Linked DNA regions of Canis lupus: region 2 is linked to region 1. The links are chromatin contacts, called in public Hi-C maps. All regions are on one chromosome and are shown on one strand. Each heading gives the region's core, a stretch centred on a gene start, on an enhancer-like site or on the middle of the called end of the contact. The rest is flanking DNA. Distances are from core to core; before and after follow the strand shown. Region 1 overlaps PGS1 (CDP-diacylglycerol--glycerol-3-phosphate 3-phosphatidyltransferase, mitochondrial). Region 2 has its middle 35 kb from the start of TMEM235.

The links. Hi-C and Micro-C count contacts between places; a contact is called where the count stands out from the background.
Region 2: a Hi-C map of blood shows a contact between it and region 1, with 2.4 times the contacts expected there. The contact joins two enhancer-like sites. A contact is called at or near these places in 2 of 9 Hi-C or Micro-C datasets (blood and skin fibroblasts).

The regions. Positions count from the first base shown.
Region 1 is chr9:3,696,427-3,700,810 of UU_Cfam_GSD_1.0, reverse strand. It overlaps PGS1 (CDP-diacylglycerol--glycerol-3-phosphate 3-phosphatidyltransferase, mitochondrial), which reads left to right. Exons shown (of 10, transcript XM_038546455.1): 8 at 4,218-4,293. Among named protein-coding and RNA genes, the nearest start is that of PGS1, 26 kb to the left of the region's middle. Within about 2 kb of position 2,615, at least 5 of the 20 cell types and tissues checked have an H3K27ac peak or open chromatin away from gene starts, as enhancers often do. A contact at or near this core is called in blood, where this site is marked.
Region 2 is chr9:3,793,488-3,797,871 of UU_Cfam_GSD_1.0, reverse strand. No RefSeq gene overlaps it. Among named protein-coding and RNA genes, the nearest start is that of TMEM235, 35 kb to the left of the region's middle. Within about 2 kb of position 2,416, at least 2 of the 20 cell types and tissues checked have an H3K27ac peak or open chromatin away from gene starts, as enhancers often do. A contact at or near this core is called in blood, where this site is marked.

The sequences.
Region 1 (4,384 bases), core at 1,366-3,865:
AGCCCTCTGAGGTCACGACTGTGGTGTCTTCTTGTCCCCTTAGATTTTTGTAGGGTCTGAGAGTCCTCTGAAGTTTATTGCAGAATATCGTGGTGGAAGTGAAGGAGAGGGTGTAAGATGACATTTTTCTTTCTTTCCTTTTTTTTAAAAAGACTTATTTATTTATTTATTTATTCATTCATTCATTCATTCATTCATTCATTCATTCATGAGAGACACACAGAGAGAGGCAGAGACACAGGCAGAGGGAGAAGCAGGCTCCAGGCAGGGAGCCCCATGTGGGACTCCATCCCGGGTCTCCAGGATCAGGCCCTGGGCTGAAGGCGGCGCCAAACCACGGAGCCACCCGGGCTGCCCAGATGACATTTTTCTTGAAGAGAGCCTCAGGGACAGCCTCTCACCAGAAACGGTCTGGAGCACCTGCTTTAGAACTCAGAGGTTTTTATACTTAATTTCGTCATCATATGTTGGAAGATGCACAATTAGCCTCATTTACTCGTTCAAACAAGTATTTATTGAGTGTCCACTGTGTGCCAGGCAGGATTCAGGGTGCTGGGAATCCATCATTGGGGACCTGCCCTCTCCAGGCATCTGTCTAGTTTAATAGGAAGCAGATACGTACAGATGAATCTGTCTTTTTTTTTTTTTTAAGATTTTATTTATTCATGAGAGACACAGAGGCAGAGACACAGGCAGAAGGAGATGCAGTCTCCTCGAAGGCAGATGCTCAACTGCTGAGCCACCCAGGCATCCGTAGATGAATATATTATAATAAAATGTCAGGTGATGGAACGGGTTATGACCATAGCAGGAGGAGGGATCTGGGCCGGATCTGGGGGTTAGGTGGCGGGTTGGGAAGACCTGTCTGCAGAGGGGACATTCACCAAGCACAGACCCTGGCTGGAGGGTTCAGGTGGAGAGAACAGGAATATGAGGCCCTGAGACTGCTGGGCATGAGGAGGAGTGAGGGGGGCAGGTCGGGAGGGAGTAAGGCCTGGAGGTGGCCGGGCCCATGGGAAAGGTCAGAGGCCTGGCGAGGGAGCGCTGTGAGAGCCCTGGGGCCACCTGGTTTGCTCATGCACAGCGCTGGACCGTGTGGAAAAGGGACTGTAGTGTAGGTGTGGGCAGAGCAGGAGAGGAGGCCCAGGGTGAGGGAGTGAGGGCTCTCATTGAAGAGCTGGGAGCCCGCAGAAGTCTTGGGATTCCGTCCAGTCATCTGTGTACCCCAGCGTGCTCCCTTGGGCTGAGGGCTGCCCACGGCCAGTCCTCTCTTGTGCTGTCACTCCTGTGGCTCTGCCGAGTGGCTCCTAGTCTTATGGGTGCTAGGTTGGTAGAGGCGTTGGGCACAAAGGTCAGGGCTTGATAACAGGCTTATGGCCCTGCTGGGAAGTGTGTAGAGGCCCCAGCCTGCCTCTCAGCCTCTGTGCTCAGGCCCAGAGCAAGGGATGCACCCTTGGGAGTCCCTCCCTGAATGGAGGTTTCCCGGCTGTCCTTTAGGTCTTTCCCAGCAGCAGAAACGTCCCGCCTTCAGAGAGCTTGCACCTGGAAGGGCTGTTCATGGGGCATTATCTTGATCTCCTGGGGCATGGGTACCACGTGGCTTCAACATCTGTGGTCTTTATGTGGAGAAAGATCCCAGTCCACATGGGTCTACAGGGGGAAGTGGTGGGGCAGTTGCAGGTCTCACCAAGGTGGCCAGTAGGTTCAAGATACGTGCTGCCCTTCACTCGCACATGCTCTCCAAGGCCAGCCAGGGCCAGAGAGGAAAGCTGAAAGACAGGTGTCTCTCATGCCTTCCCAATGGGGCGATGGTGGCGGGTGGGTACTGAAAAGCTCTCGTCTCGTTACACATAGAATCTGGGTACACCTTTGTGTAGCACGCAGATATGATTCCGTGAGAGCAGGATTTCCTTTGGGGCTGGCAATTAGGAAAAACAGGTCTAAAAAAGCTTGTTAGTGGTCAGTAACGAAAGCAGGCTGGAAGCTGGGGCGAGGAGCTGTTGGTATGTGCGGGGATGGGCTACATGCCTCTCATGGCTGGCCCCTAGGTTGTAAGTAATAGATCTACGTTTAGGCAGATTTCAGAAATAAGAGATACTCAGAAGACCAGGTCCTTTCAGTCTTGCCCTCCAGGTCCTTTCAGTCTTGCCCTCTGGTCCAGGAGCCTTGGATGGCATGGTTCACATCAGCCTTAGCCAGTGCCAGCCCCATGGGTGTTGGGGACACACTCACTGCTGGACACACTCACTGCTCCCAGCTGAGCGGGCTCCGGAGAGCCGGCTGCATGAGGAGCATGGAGCATCCCCAGTGCTTTTGAGTCTTTCTGATTGTGACATTGAGAGAGTCAGAATAGCAGTGGCAGGTGGTGAAGCTCAAAGGCTGGGGGAGGTCAGCCCCTGGTCCTGGCCCCCCCAGCCTCAGGCTTTGTGGAAAGAGGGGCAGAAGCAGCTGAGCCTAGTGGAGGCGGAGGGCCGGCACTGAAGCAGTCAAGGCTTACCTGTTCCACCTGGACCTCCCTGGGCATCTGGAACAGAATGCTAGGGGCCAGCCAGCGCACCCCTAGTATCTCAACACAAGATAAGGTGAGCCACATGGTTGCCTACGCGACAGTGGCCCCATGGGGCGGTACAGTTGGCTGAGTGACATACGCAGGCAGGCAGGCAGGCGGCTTTGATGTGGCCCCTGTGTGTGTGTGGGGGGGTCGAGCACATTACAGGAACAGGCAGCAGAGCATCGTCATCTCTTACCCAAGGTATTCTTGGAAATGCTCTTGCTCTGAGTGAGAATTAGGAAATGGTCTTCTATTTTAGGCTTCTTGGTGTGTATTACATGTTGTTGATTCGCTCACGATGGTCATGCGCTCCTGTGGGCCCCTTTACAAGGGTCATGTTGGCAGAAGAGAGACCGGCGGTGGTGGGGAGGGTGTGAGGAGGCGGGCTCTGAGCAGGCCGGCAAGCCTCACAGGGGAGCCAGGCCGGCTCCAGCACCGGACAGTGGGCTGGGCTTTCTGGGCCGAGCGTTCTCGGTGCCAGTGATGGTGTAGTGTGGAGGAAGAGACAGAGGCCAGACCCAAGTCTGAGCTCCTGCAGGAGAAAAGAAGTCCAGGGCAGCAGATGTCCTTGGGAAGTCAGGTTTTGGGAGTAGCCTGTTTAGGAGAAGAAGTAGCTGTGACAGGCCCTGGACCGTGCCAGCAGGCCATGGGACTCGGAGGAGGGGGGACGGGTGCACAGCAGACCACCTGCCTGGCGTCTGTTTCAGAGCACAGTTTAGGATTCTGAGACCATCTGCAGCCTTCCTGACAAACATGTCAGCATCCCGGGGGATGGGGGCAGTATCCTCTATCCCATGGCTGCTTGTACTGTACCCTGCTTTTTGTCCAGCTGTGTTGTCAGCCGGCTCATTTCCTAGCAGAAAAGGGGAAATGGTGTTCTCTGGGGCGGGACAGAAACTTTCAGGTCCTCTTAGCTTCTCTCCTCCACCGGCCTCTAGTGGACTTTGCGTGTCTGGCTTTGGCTGTCCCTGAGCCCCTAGCAGGGACGCGCATCTAGTGTCCTGTTGGGTGTGGTGTGTCCGCAGCCCGAGACAGAGAACTGCATGTCCCTGGGTGGGAAGGGATGCAGGATGGAGTGTATCCTCCATACCCACCTCCCCCCGGCAACAGCTGTATTCCCGCAGACTTGGGTAGGAGCATTGCTGTCCCCTAGGCTGCCATAAGCCCAGTGGGGTCTTTCCCCTTGGTGCTCATGGCAGGGCCATGGAGTCTCTGGCCAGGGTGGGCTTCAGGTTCCAGTGGCCAGGATGTGGCCGAGGCAGTTCAAAGAGCTGGGGATCAGAGGCCCTGAAGCCTCTGGGAAGGGCTGTGGTTAGCACGGGGTGGTGAAAGCAGAACCTGAGCATGGGCATCCAGGGGCTCCCTGAGAAACCCACCTCTCGCTGTGCTTGGGCAAGACAGGAGGAGGTGGCTTCCTGGGAACGCCGGCTGCCCAGGTTCCTGCCCTCCGAGCAGCTCCCTGAGCGGACAGCGCATCGCGCCCGACTGCTCATTCCCAGCGGGCTGCTTTTCTCTTAGGTTGAATGAAGTGTGGAGAGGCTCTCGGCAGATGCTGTGCTCATTTCCTGTCTGCACGTTTCCTTTTCCCTGCAGGCCTCTGGCTGTACCTGGCAGGGAGCAGCCTGCCCTGTCTCACGTTGATTGGCTCTCCTAATTTTGGGTACAGGTCAGTTCACCGGGACCTGGAGGCCCAGATCGCCATAGTGACGGAGAGCCGGGCCCTGCAGCAGCAACTTCACCAGGTTGGTTGGGACAAGTGGGATTTGCTGGGGTGAGTGGGTGGTAGCTGGGTGCTCGGCCCTGCCCACATCGCCGGGTCCCCTGAGGGCTGTC
Region 2 (4,384 bases), core at 1,167-3,666, 97 kb before region 1:
TTTATTTATTCGAGAAACAGAGAGAGGCAGAGACACAGGCAGAGGGAGAAACAGGCTCCATGCCAGAAGCCCGACGTGGGACTGGATCCCGGGTCTCCAGGATCACGCCCTGGGCTGAAGGCGGCGCTAAACCGCTGAGCCACCCGGGCTGCCCTAAAAAGTTCTTTCTTGACCATTGGCTCCAAACGCCAACATTTTCTTTCTTTTATTTTTTATAAGATTTATTTATTTGAGAGAGAGCCAGGAACGCTCGCGTGTGCGGCGGAGGAGAGGGACAGAGTGAGAGGGAGAGAGAAACTTTAGCAGACTTCACACTCAGCACGGAGCCTGACACAGACTTGCATGTCATGACCCTGAGGTCATGACCTGAGCCGAAATCAAGAGTCGGTCGCTTAAGAGACCGCACCACCCAGGAGCCCCCAAACCCCACATGGGACACCCAGCTCCCTACTTCTCCAACCTGGCCCCCAACCCAGACAGCTTCCCAGCAAGGCCCGGGGTGAACACCTGCCTGCCTACAGCCCCACAAGGCCTGGTGACCCATGGCACCTGCTGGGTGGTGCTGGGGAAAGCCGTTCCTCACTTGCCTTGGGGTGGACAGGGGGCTCCCCAGGGAGGCCTCCCTCCAAGGACTGCCAGGTGGACAGGGTTCTTCCTCAGAGCTCCCTGTGAGCCTGCTCACCTCCACTCTGCAGCTGGCAGAGGGGGACAAGCCTGAGTTTGCCCCCTGAACTGGCACTTCCTCCCCTGCTCAACGGCTCAGGTGCAGGATCCAGGCGTGGAGGCCTTTGGGCAAGCTCCCAGGGCCTATGGGGCGGCTCCCCCTTTTCCCAGAAAGAGGAAGGAAGGCCCAGCATCTGGGGAGCCAGGCCTCCATCCCCACCCTCTCTGTGACCAGAAGCTCCACCCTGTGACCTGGCCTCCCGGATACTGGCCATCTGGGGGGTGGAGATGGTCCCCAAGGAGAACACCTCCCCCACCACCACCACCACTGCCGCCCGGGGCAGGAGGACATCTGCCCTCTGAACCCACTCTCCCCAGCCCCTTGTGGCCAAGGAAGGGGCCAGGTTCTCCCACTTCTCTAGAGGCCCCATCGTGGCCCTTTGCCCTCTGGCGGACACTGCAAGCCTTGGCCGGCCCAGAAGCAGGCTGCTCTGAGGACCCTCATCTTGGCCCCAGACAGACCCCGCCCTTGCCTGGGCTGCAGAAAAGGCCTTCTCTGATTCCTGAGGCACCTGAGGGCTGGGCTGCAAGCTGCTACCCCTCAAGTCCCAAGGGGGAAGGCAGTTATGCAGAGCATGATGCAAACGCATGGATATGAGCCCCCCTTCCCACAGCCAGTCACCCCACCCCCCCACCCCTGTCCAGATGAGAAGCCTGCTGTGTGCAGAGGTGCCCAATGCATGCAGAGTCTCCCACCGACAGGGTATGGGGTGGGCAGGTTGGGGGTGACGGTGGCTTTCAGAGGATTTGATCGTGATAGGAAGACAGGGAACAGGCAAGGGGGCCAACCGGCCAACGATGGTGGTCCCCCACTCCGGAGTAAAGGGTGACGTCGGGCGCCAGGTCCATACGTCACCGTGGTAAAGCACACTGGTTCCTTTCTTCCTTCATTTTTTCGACAACCATTTGCTTGGTGCCTGTGGTGAGCGGCTGCCCTTCTGGGGGCTCGAGGTCCCGCAGGGAGACACACTCACGACGGGGAAGTAAGGTCAACGGTGTGTTCGAAGGAATAAGGACAGCCAGGTGAGGGGCACCTGGGTAGTTGAGTCGGTTAAGCAGCCCCCTTGGGCTCGGGTCATGGTCCTAGGATCCTGGATCAAGCCCCATCTTGGGCTCCCTGCTCAGCGGGGAGTCCGCTTCTCCCTCTCCCTCTGCCCCTGCCCCTGGCTTGTACTCTCGCTCTCTCTCAAATAAATAAATAAAATGTTAAAAAAAAAAAAAAAAAAAAAAAGGACAGCCAGGTGAGGGAGATGAAATGAGGGGCAGGTGGGTTCCAGAATTCAAAAGATGGTCAGGGCAGGCTTTCCTTGTGGAGCTGATTGGCCCAGGCATGAGGGGTGAGCCACGGAAAAATATGGGGGGACAGCTGGAGCGACAGGCCCGGGCGACTCTCTAGGAGTGTGCCCTGGGCATTGCGAAGGCATCGAGACCCTGGGCAGCAAGGTGGGCGGTGGGGGGGTGACCTGGTGGCTGCCTTGGCAGGAGCCGTGGGAGGGGACCCCATTAGGTGGAGCTGACCTGGGAAGGGTACCCTGGAGGTGCTGGGAAGTGGTTGCTTTGGAGAGTGTTTTGAAAATACTATTATATTTTCACCTTATTTGCATTAAGCAAAAACAAAAAGCAGAAACAAAGCCCTGTGTGTCCTGTGCCGGTAGAAGCACAGGGGCGCTGCGGGCACACCTGAAACGGGAAGTGGGAAGGGTAGGAGGTCCCAGGGGACACAGGCGCCACCGCGGTGCCCCTAGACCTCGGTGGTCTCCCTCCCTGCGACCCTCCTGGGCTACTGCTGCCCACCCATGGGTGCCACCCAAAGCAGCCAGGGGCAGTCCCCGGGAGGAGGGCTATTTATATAAACTGTTGGGGAGGAGCCCCCTGGGGTGAAGCCTATTCCAGGGGTCCTTGGGCGTGGCCTCCTAACTTCCCCCTGGGGCAACGGAAAGGTGCAAAACAGCCCGCCTCTGGAGGCGGAGTTTTTGCAGCAGCCAAAAAGTCCTCGGCTACTAGGCTCTCCGCAAGTGAGCCCGTTCCAAACTGAATTGGGGCAACTTCTGTTTTTGTTTTTGTTTTTGTTTTTTTTAGATTTTATTTTTAAGTAATCTCTACACCCAACATGGGCTTGGATTTATAACCCTGAGATCAAGAGTTGCATGCTCCACTGCCCCAGCCAGCCAGGCGCCCCTGGATGGTGCAACTCTTGATCCAAAGCAAGCCTTTGCTCTAAGTTCTGACGCTGAGTTTCCCAGGGAGCGGAGGGGGGGGGTGCGGGTGGAGGGGGAGCTCAGAGGCCCAGCTCTAAGCCAGGCCTCTGCAAAGCCTTTAAGGACTAGAGGTGTAGCCTCCTGAGTTAACCTGCGCTGCGGAGCTAAGAGAAGCACAAGCACCCACTGCAAACTCTGCGAGCTCGCCCTGCAGAGGAGGGGGAAGGACCCCGCTTTGCCCAGCACGCGGAACCCCGTTTAGCTTTGTGACTGGGCATCAGCTGCTTAAGCTCCCCTTTCATAAAACAGCAATTGGCATACCCCTCATAGCCTCTGCAGTCCTGAGGCTTCACAGAAATGTGCATGTAAATGCCTATCACCCCCAAACCGAAAAAAAAACCAAAACAAGACAGTCAGACCTACTCTCTTACCCTTTACCTTTGTACCTAAACAGTCAACGCCGAGGTGATGTTAACACTCTCCGAGCACCCCTGACGGCCCTCACTCCAAGCCTGGGACCTGGTTGAAACTTCTGAGACCAAGGATGCTCCGTTTGGCCAACTTTAAGCAGCTGCACCTGCGAATGTCCCCCCCACCGAGTCCCGGCAGTTCATTCGGGGAGTCACTTATCGGGCAGCGGGGAGGGTGTCCAGCCTTGCTCTTCAGTGTCTGGTGAGGTCGCCAAATTGAGTAAAATAGCCAAAAGACAAGGTACCTAGTTAAAGTCCAGTTTCCGACAAATAGTAAGCGTCATTTTAGTTTAAGTATATCCAAGCCACAAGTGGGATATACTTATCCTACAAGTTATTCCTTATGGATTTTTTTATTTTTTAAGATTTTATTTTATTCACAAGAGACACAGAGAGGCAGAGACATAGGCAGACGGAGGATAAACAGGCTCCATGCAGGGAGACCGATGTGGGACTCGATCCCGGGTCTCCAGGATCACACCCTGGGCTGAAGGCAGGCGCTAAACCGCTGAGCCACCCGGGTGTCCCAAGTTATTCCTTATGGATCGGAAACTCGCCTTTAACCGAGCACCTTGTATTGCACCTGACAACTCTGGTCCCATCTGCCCCCAGAGACTTCTTGCAGTCCAAGCTGTGTTTTTATCATTCGGTCTTTCCCGGAGCTGAAATGGCTTCTTTTTTGCATTTTATTGCTTCACAAGTTGCAGCAGTAGAAAGGTCCTGTCAGCGGGGTGATTGAAAATGTAACTACAAAGGGAATCATCTGTTTTCTGTGTGTGCCATCAGAGGGGTAGGACGGGGTCCCAGTAACACCACCGCAGCTTGCGGGCGTTACCGGAGGGCCGCGCTCAGAGCTGCCCGGCTGACATCCTACCCCCGCCAGCTTGACACCCCTTTGCAACCAGAGCGGAACCGTTGTCTGTGTCCCAGGCCCCAGCGGTGACATTTATTCCCAAAAATCTTGTCGCAGTGGGTTCTTGGTATTTTACAGTT